Linked DNA regions of Mus musculus: region 1 is linked to region 2. A link is a contact called in public HiChIP or PLAC-seq data. All regions are on one chromosome and are shown on one strand. The core of a region is the stretch at or near the end of the contact, and the rest is flanking DNA. Distances in the headings are between cores, read along the strand shown. Region 1 has its middle 36 kb from the start of Gm15762. Region 2 holds the start of Mrps35 (mitochondrial ribosomal protein S35).

Region 1 (4,360 bases), core at 1,366-3,865, 710 kb before region 2:
AAGGTGGACTTGCACACTGGGGATCAAAGGTTGAAGGGATCTCTGTTAAAGGGATCCCTGAGGTGTATGCTAACTCTGTCTACATCACAATACCTCTGGGTGTGTGGCTCCAAGAAGAACACATCATGCTGTAAGTCCAAAGTGAAGGTGCTGTGGTCTCTCTCTGACCTGTGGGTGACCACCAGCATTATCCTCCCTGGACACAAGAGATGGACAGAAAGGAGACCAGTCTACTGTTTGTGTATGTGTCTGATGCATACCAGCACAGCAAGTACTTTATTCAGTGAGCCATATCCCTACCCCCACCCTGTTCCTCTTATAAAAACACTAGTGCTACTGGACTAGGTCCCACCACTCATGACCTCATTCAACCATAATTCCCTCACTGAAGACCTGTCTCCAAATGTGATCACACTGGACGAGCCTTCAGGGAGGACACAGTTCCTACAAGCTTATTTCTAAAACTGGATATTCATAGTGACAGCCTTCTAGATGTTTCTCAGTGAGGCCAACTTCCTCCACACCACACGGTTGGAGTGTGGTAGAAGTGACCCAGGCAGCCTTGGCAGTGGGAGGCTATTAGAGCTTTCTCTCTTAACATTAGCAAACCTCCTCCAAGTAGGGCATTTTTCACCATTTCCTCTACTAAATAACTAACTACATGTTATTATTTTTCATGGTGTGTATGTATGTGCATGTGTGTGTGTGTGTGTGTGTGTGTGTGTGTGTGTGTGTATGCTCCAGAGTCATGGTGGTCCTCCGATTATTTTTGTCTCCATTTTAATACCCCTACCTTACAAACAACATTTATGTTGGGAAATTAGAGCATTATTATCTTAAGGGAATTATTATCTTAAGCCTGGCAGATCAAACTTCTTTCACGTTGTCAGAGAAGTAAATCATTTTAGCAACCACACAAGTCCTAGAAGTGCAAATTCTCTTAACCATTTGATTACTGAATAGCATCAATACTAGGAGCCCCCATGAATGCTGGGTAATGATAGTATATGATACTAATGACAAAGTTCTCTGGCTCCAAGGCATGTTAGTAATTGTCTCATTAAAATGTAGCTTCTTGTGATCCTTTCGTTAATACAAACATTAAGAGTTGTGTTGGATTGCTTGCCTAGCTCGTACAGATGCAGGAGAATCACAAGGCCATTTCTGGCTTCCATGGTGAATGAGTGTGAGGCCAGCCTGAGCTACCTGACACCCTGTCTCAAAAAGATTAAATTAAGCTCAAGATGATAAGCTGGGTTTTGTTTGTTTGTTTGTTTGTTTGTTTGTTTTAGTTCTTTTAATGCTGTGCTGGGAATGGAACACATGGAGTCTCAGAAAAGCCCAGCAAGTATTTTATCACAGAACTGTGACCCTAGACATTCAGTTAATAACTCTTTAGATGACTCATGTTTAAGTTCACAGAATTTTCCTACCTAGAAGAAAAAAAGGGTGACATAATTTTATTTCCTCTACTGAAAGCGTTTGAAACTGCACATTGTCTTAACTTCTTAGAAGTCTAGACAATGGCCACATGCTTATGTGAGATGGATTCATTATTTCTGTTTTGACATTCTTTAGAAAAGGACAAAATTTGCTTGGGAATCAGTAAAGAATGGGGAGGCTGTAGTTCTAGTCCAATTAGCAATCACCCCTATAATGTAGTTCTCAGTTTCAGTAGGAAGACCAATAAAATCTGATACAAACTGTACCATGTTTTTACTATGAGAGGCAGCCCTGGATGATGAGAACATTGGATGTGGTGACTGGTGGTCTTGACGGCTGTTCCAGCCCTCGTCTCCCTGAATCTTTGTTTTTAATTGCAAACTGAAACAGTTAAACGCAAGAGATGAAAAGGCATTACATTTCACACTCCTGTCCAACTGACAAGACAGTAAAATGTCTCAGTATTTATTAATTTATATATTTTTAAACAACTCCCAAGTTACCCAGACGGGATCTGCACACATTATTAGCCAAGATTTAGCTCTCAAGTGCTGGGATTACAAGTGTGTATCCCTGCCGCATCAAGCGTAATCAAACATTTTGGAAATCAGGATTTCTTCATAGAGACAAATAAAAATACTAAATATTTACTGGATCAAGATGAAATTTTAAGGAAGTGGCCCAAAATGCCTTTGTGAGTTTTCTGTGGAGAAGTTCATGTGGCAGATTGGAACTGTAGCGGTAACGTCTGTGAACTTATGTAGAGCAGAAGTAAACACCATGTAAGTGTGTGGCCACTTACCCCCACAATTTCACTTGCTTCACACGTGCATTGCTCACTGACCACCTGCAAAGAGCTACAGTTTTGTGTTCTGGGCAGTAAAGGCAGCATCTACACAGGGAGTTAGCTGTCTGTTGCAAGAAGTCTCTAGACCAAATTTGTACATACAAGCAAGAGTTTGCCAGAGCTAATCAGATAATTATACCCTAGGCAACCAGCATGCGGGACAAGGGGAACAGTTTTATTTTCTTTGCTTCACATTTCAGCCTTGGTAAAAATTAGGTACCGGGTAAAATCTCAGCCTGGGGGGTGGTTTGCTTCTAATTGCCTGTGTTCACTAAAATAGGTTAGGAGTTTATGAGAATTGAGTTATATTCTATGACACACAGTGAAATGACCTCACACTGAAGCAGCGAGGGGAGACCCTGCACCACGCAGCTCTGCCTTGTGCCCTCCTCCAATACAACAGATCCTGGGTCTCTTGGGGAAGTAGGTGAGGAAGCCCTGTCTCTACGCAGCTTATTATTCTGTTGTTAGATGTGTGGTTTTAACATTGGCTCATATGTAAGCCAGTCTACACCTAATATTTTAATAGAGAAAAGACTAGTTGAAACCTTTAATATCCAACACTCCCCTCTCTGCTTTTTAGAAATTTTTCTATATACTTCTAATGGGCTTTTAAAATATGTGTGACCACCAGAAATAGCCACTTTATTTTAAAAGCTCACTGTTATGGCATGTTTGCTAATCTGACATCAGGGAAAAGTCAAGTTCAAATTTCATGCTTTGGAAAGCAATAAAAATCACCACCTGGAAAATCCAGGGGTGCGCTGTTATTCAAAGCAGGTGTGTGGCTGAAGGGATGCAGCGCATCTGGGTCAGAAAATCCAGGGTCTCTGAGGGCAGCCACTTTGCACAGGGCCTCTGCCATCAGAGAAGCAGCTTAACAGAACTTGGGCATTCACTGTCTCGAGGAGAAACATCACCAGCTATAGTTAGGATGGCAGTTCAAGCCGTTAAGCATTGCCTTCATATCAAAGAATTCCCAACAACACACCTGTGTGTTTATTATCTCAAAAACTAGGGGGCATGGCTATAAATAGTTTCTACATTTGATTTTTTTCCCCTTGGCCAAGGTCTGGATCATGAAAAGAAGTGCTATATTCTACCAGAAAGACTTTCCAGTGCTCCAAAGCCACCTTGCAAAGTCCCTCTAGAGGGAGCAGATCCTACGGGAGTAATTTCTGGACTTGAAGCCATTTACAACATACAAACCACGGACAACACTCTGGAAAGAAAATGGCAGCACTGATGTCATGGTCACATGCAGGTAAAGGGCTAGTTCTGCAGTCACATAGTACATGGAAGCAGTGTCCCTTCTTCCCAGGGAGAGTTAAGTTCTAGCTTCATTTTACCAGTAGTGTTGACTTAGCTCTGCAGTGTGCATGCTGTTACTTCCAACTCTGCCAAAACCATGACTCCCTGTACACTGTAAAAGGCCCTTTCCATCTCTCAGCACACACACAGACACACAAACACACATGTACACACTCTTGCACACACATACACATGCATGTGCATGCACATATGCACACACTCACAAGTGCATGCACACACATGTATGCACATACATATACATGCATGTGTGCACACACACATACATGCACACACATGAACACAAGCACATGCATGTACACACGTGTAGATGCACACACACACATGAGCGTGTACACACACATACACATGCACATGTACACACACATACACACACACACACACACACGTGCTACATGGAAAACCTGTTACATGGACAGAGATGTATACTCCTGACTGTCAGTGAGATGACTATGTTTTAAGGCAGGTCTAAAGCTTGCTGCAACTCAGAACAGCAGAGGGAGGATACCCACCCCAATCTCCTGTCTACAAGGCTGTTGATTCTGAGTAAGGATGGATAGGTTAGTTTTCCAGGGTGAAGAACCCTTTGACACTATTCAGGGTTGAAGCAAGGCAATCTTGTGCCCAAGACTCTTTCTGTATCTTTTTTTAAGGAGAGATCTTAAGAAAAGTTTATCTTTAACAAGTAATTTAAAACAGATCATGTAGACTTTCTTTCCGAACACCAAGATGGAGTGGTGG
Region 2 (4,335 bases), core at 1,558-4,057:
ACAGCAACACTCACTAAGTACTTCTCCATAGACTATCCTAGACTACTCCTCATCACTTATTTAGCCTTACTCACTATGACAAATAAAAGTATTACTGTCTTTTTTAGAGGCCACTTTTAGTCAAGAAAATCAAAGGACAAGATAAGGTGACTGCAGCATAGCATGCAAGATTCCTCATGTTTTGGTCTACTGCCTCCAGCCTTACTTTTAAGAGCTCCACAGCTGCAAGGGGCTTTCAGTACCAGGCCATGTCCCCAGCCCTGTCTCCAATGCTAAACTCTGTTCTCTGCCTGGAACACATTTCCCATGATCCTGGCTCTCCTTCCCTGTCCCTACTCTGTTTCTTCATCTGACATATTTCTATTCATCCCACAATGCTCATTCTTTCCAAAACCGAGGGCTACTATTCATCACAAACCAGGAACACAGTAATGAGTACAACACAGCTTTTGCTCAGTATTGTTGCTGCAGTATATAGCCTGCAGATGGCTGACACCTGTGCTGCTAGTCTGCAGGTGGTCTGTCATGAGATGTCTTCACCTTCCTAACTATGAGAATCAAGTCTCCTAGGGAATCCCTTTCCAGTTTATTACCTGTCCTGGTTAGGTTTTCTATTGCTGCAATGAACGGTCCTGCATACCGATGACAGGCAGATTCATGAAGGGGGGTCCATACTTTTACAACTTAGTAACATTTCATTCTGTGGGTTTTAGAAAAACAGACTTTCAAGGCAGTACTTGCCTGTCAGCTAGACTATGACGCTGATTATACATTTTGTTCTTGTTGTTGACAATCTATACCTTGTTGGATGTTTTCATTAAGAAAACCTCAAATCGGGTTAAAGTAGGGATTTCATAACGAACTCTAGAGTGTGAGAAGAGAGGCAGCCCTAGTGGGTGATGGGAGAATTCTAGAAACCCCAGATACTTTGTACCTCAGCTTTGACTTGGCACATTCATGGTCCTCAGTGAACTTGGAGTTTGTTTGCTTGAATTTCTAAGAGGAATTCCTCTTTCAATGATGGAAGTCTGAGTATTCCAAAATACTGAAGAGATGCCCTTGGCCAGAAGGTAAAGAAGAGATATGCAAGTATATTTCAGGAAGCAGAAACTCTGCTAAAGGAATTCTTAGTCTCTGCCATGGTGGGACAATCTATAGGCTTTTTATGGTACTATTCACTTTTGGGCTGAATCTACAGAGAAATGCGCATCATCCCATCTTGAGTGATGCAGACTAGGAATGTCCGCAACATCAGACTCAGTCTTCAGAGCACAAGGAGATGCTTGCTACTGAGATGCTTATTCCTACAGTGCCAAACAGCTGGCCACAGCTGCATTTAGTTCACATTGCCAAATACCCCTCTTATCTGACCTTATAGATTAGAGAGAGCACAAAAAATAGAAACAAGTAAATGAACTCAGACTCAGTATGGCTGATATTGAAAAAAGGACAGACAACTGAAGAGGGTCACCATATTTAATGTGCATCCACAAGACAGGCTTAGCAAAGGGTTTCTAATCCCTGTAAACGGCACTAACACTCATCCAACGGCTCAGGAAAGGGTTTATCTTCAAGGCCTACATCAAATCCATCAGTAAATCCTACTTGGCTTCATCCTCAAACTACATCCGATAATAAGCCAAACCACCTTCTGCACTGTTACCATCATCTTGCTTGGAATACCAACAGCCTCCAAATAGGTCTTGCAGTCTTACCCTGCTGAAGTGAGTCACCACGCAGATGCCAGTGATAGATCCTTCACAAGTAGAAACCATGTCACTTCTCTATTATAGTGTGATCCTCGACTTCTAACAAAGTCCAAGCTCAAATCAAAACCAAACGCCCCCAAATCCTTAAAGCTCAGCCCACTACTCTGACATCTTGGATTGCCACTCGACCCTTTACTTGAACACCTCTGGCCCGGGTGTCCCTTTCTTTTCCTTGATCATGTCTAACCTCTTTGAGAAGAACAGCGCTCTTCTCTCAAATCGTCGTGACTGCTCAAACATCTTTTCCTCTGGGAGGTTTCTCCTCACTATTCCATCCTACCTTATAGCCACTTCTTCAACAGCATATCGTTTTCAATACTGTGCTTTCTTTTTCTTCGTGATAATAAGTTTTATTGTTACCGTTTACCTGTGTCTACGCGCTACTTCAAAACTTTGATAGACTGCTAACCTCTGCAACTCTGCCTAACACACTTAAGAGAATAAAAGAGCGAAAACTTGGGGATAGACACATCTTAGGACTATGAGGAGCCACTATGATGTATTAAGTAATCTATAATTTGCCCGGAAACCATTTGTGGATTTTCAACAAGGGAGTGGAAAGGCACGACGTGCTGTGAGCAGGTCTGCAGGAGAGCGAGCGCGGAAGGAAGAAGCATGCCCTGCAGGAGAGGCGGCGGGGAAGGCCCTGGTGGGCAGGTGCCCGCTCCTGGCCGAGCCTTTCCTGCTGCCCACTCTTGCACGCGGCTCCCATCGCTGCATTCCCTCCAGCCCCACGCTTGCACCGCCTCTCACACTACAGTGCGCCCCGAACCCCTGCGGTGTGCCGGGCTCAGCGAACGCACTCGTGGAAATGCGCGACGACCTCCAGAAAAACACAGGAAGGTCACGGAGCGCACGGCCTCCTTTCTCCCCGCCCCCCAGCCCGCAGCGACGCACCCACACTCACGCGGGCCGGCTCTCGGAGCCGCGGGGCTGGCGACCGAGGAGAAGGTGCGCAGGACGCGCGCTCCCGGGCACAGGGTCTGCCTCAGCTGCAGCGCGGCGGCCGCCATGATAAAGGACGGCGAGCCGGAGCGGACAAGCACCGCCGGGAGGGGGCGGGACCGGAAGTGTGTAACCTGGGAACGGAAGAGCACTGGGCAAAGGGATAGTGGAGCTGTGGCTCTTGGTTGACTGTTGTGGAATGATGGGGACTCTGACCTAGAAGTCTCACAGTCTACGTCTACTGGCCTGTTTGTTTGTTTGTTTGTTTGTTTGTTTGTTTGTTTGTTTTAATGGCTGCTCTAAGACGTTTTTCTCCTTTCCCGTTTATTTGTATATTTTATGTATATCGGTGTTTTCCTGCATATCAGCACACCATGTGCCTGTATTGCTCACTGCGCCAGCAGCGGACATGGAGTTAGGGAAATAATGGGCTTCCTCGTGGATGCTGGAAACCGAACCTTAGTCCCTTGGAAGAGTAGTCCCTGCTTAATCAATGCACCACCTCTCCACCTCTTCAGCCCATTTTTTTCTTTGTTCCATTTTCTTCCTTCTCCTTCTGCCCTTTCTCTTTCTTTACAATCATGCTGCTCTAGTCTCCCAATTGCTGGAATATAGCATAACACCTAGCTTTTAATTACTCTGTGTGTGTGTGTGTGTGTGTGTGTGTGTGTGTGTGTGTGTGTGTGTGTGTGTGCACTAGTAAGAGAACAGTTTAAGGGAATTAGTTCTTTGGTTCTATCCCATCACCACCTAGGTTCTGAGGGTTAAACTCCAGGGGTAAGGCTTTAACATTTTAGCAGTCTTTATAGTTTTTTTGTTTTGTTTTTTTCCGAGACTGGGTTTCTCTGTGTAGCACTGGCTGTCCTGGAGCTCACTTTGTAGACCAGGCTGGCCTCGAACTCAGAAATCCGCCTGCCTCTGCCTCCCGAGTGCTGGGATTAAAGGCATGCACCATCATGCCCCAATGCCGTTATACTTCTTAAATGACTGCCATCCAACAGAGAAAGTAACAAGCACCAGAGGCAAAGGCCTTGGGGGATGAGGGGACAACACAATGGCACAGTGTGGCTGCACCCCTACCACTTTGTTTGTTTGTTCAAGTGGCCTTTTGAACTAGATTGTTCGAGTTTAAATTTTGACCTTGTCTTTTCATGTATTATTTTTGCGGTGGACCAGAACTGGATTCCTTAGACCAGTGCAGAAAGGCCCATAACCTTAAGTAGCTCTTGCTTCATAGGCTCTGGCTTCCATGAGCACCTGCAGTCATGTGCACAGTCCTATGGCTCACACACACAGATTAAAAATCATCTTTACAAGTAACTCCTTTATAAAGTATCAGTAAGCAAAGATGGTTTACAGTATAAAGCATGTATTAGTTTGCCAGCAGAAGTTTCTAAACTGTAATTTTTCAGCTGGAAAGGCTTTGGAAGTACAATCATCCACTGGTGGCTTATGTTCTTATTAAATTCTGCAAGGGGACTCCACATTTTCAGTTTTCATTGATCTCTACAGATTACATAGGTAATTCTGGGTAGAACAATTGAAAAACTTTAAGCCTTCTTTTTTTAATGGTCGTTTACTAATTTGAAGCCTAGGTTAATATGAGGGATAATTTTCAATA

What was found. HiChIP or PLAC-seq counts read pairs in DNA pulled down with a chosen protein or histone mark.
Region 1: a contact with region 2 is called in an H3K4me3 HiChIP or PLAC-seq map of embryonic limb bud, with 5 times the contacts expected there. The contact joins the enhancer-like site here to the promoter of Mrps35 in region 2. A contact is called at or near these places in 11 of 39 promoter capture datasets (the 3T3-L1 cell line, the HPC-7 cell line, HPC-7-derived erythroid cells and 6 more) and 2 of 115 datasets of contacts at active chromatin or transcription factors (embryonic limb bud and stem cell-derived neural progenitor cells).

What each region holds. Positions count from the first base shown.
Region 1 is chr6:147,754,621-147,758,980 of GRCm38.p6, reverse strand. No RefSeq gene overlaps it. Among named protein-coding and RNA genes, the nearest start is that of Gm15762, 36 kb to the right of the region's middle. Within about 2 kb of position 2,615, at least 7 of the 459 cell types and tissues checked have an H3K27ac peak or open chromatin away from gene starts, as enhancers often do. A contact at or near this core is called in embryonic limb bud, where this site is marked.
Region 2 is chr6:147,041,242-147,045,576 of GRCm38.p6, reverse strand. Mrps35 (mitochondrial ribosomal protein S35) reads right to left here and starts at 2,807. Exons shown (of 8, transcript NM_145573.2): 1 at 2,677-2,807. The coding sequence starts at 2,782.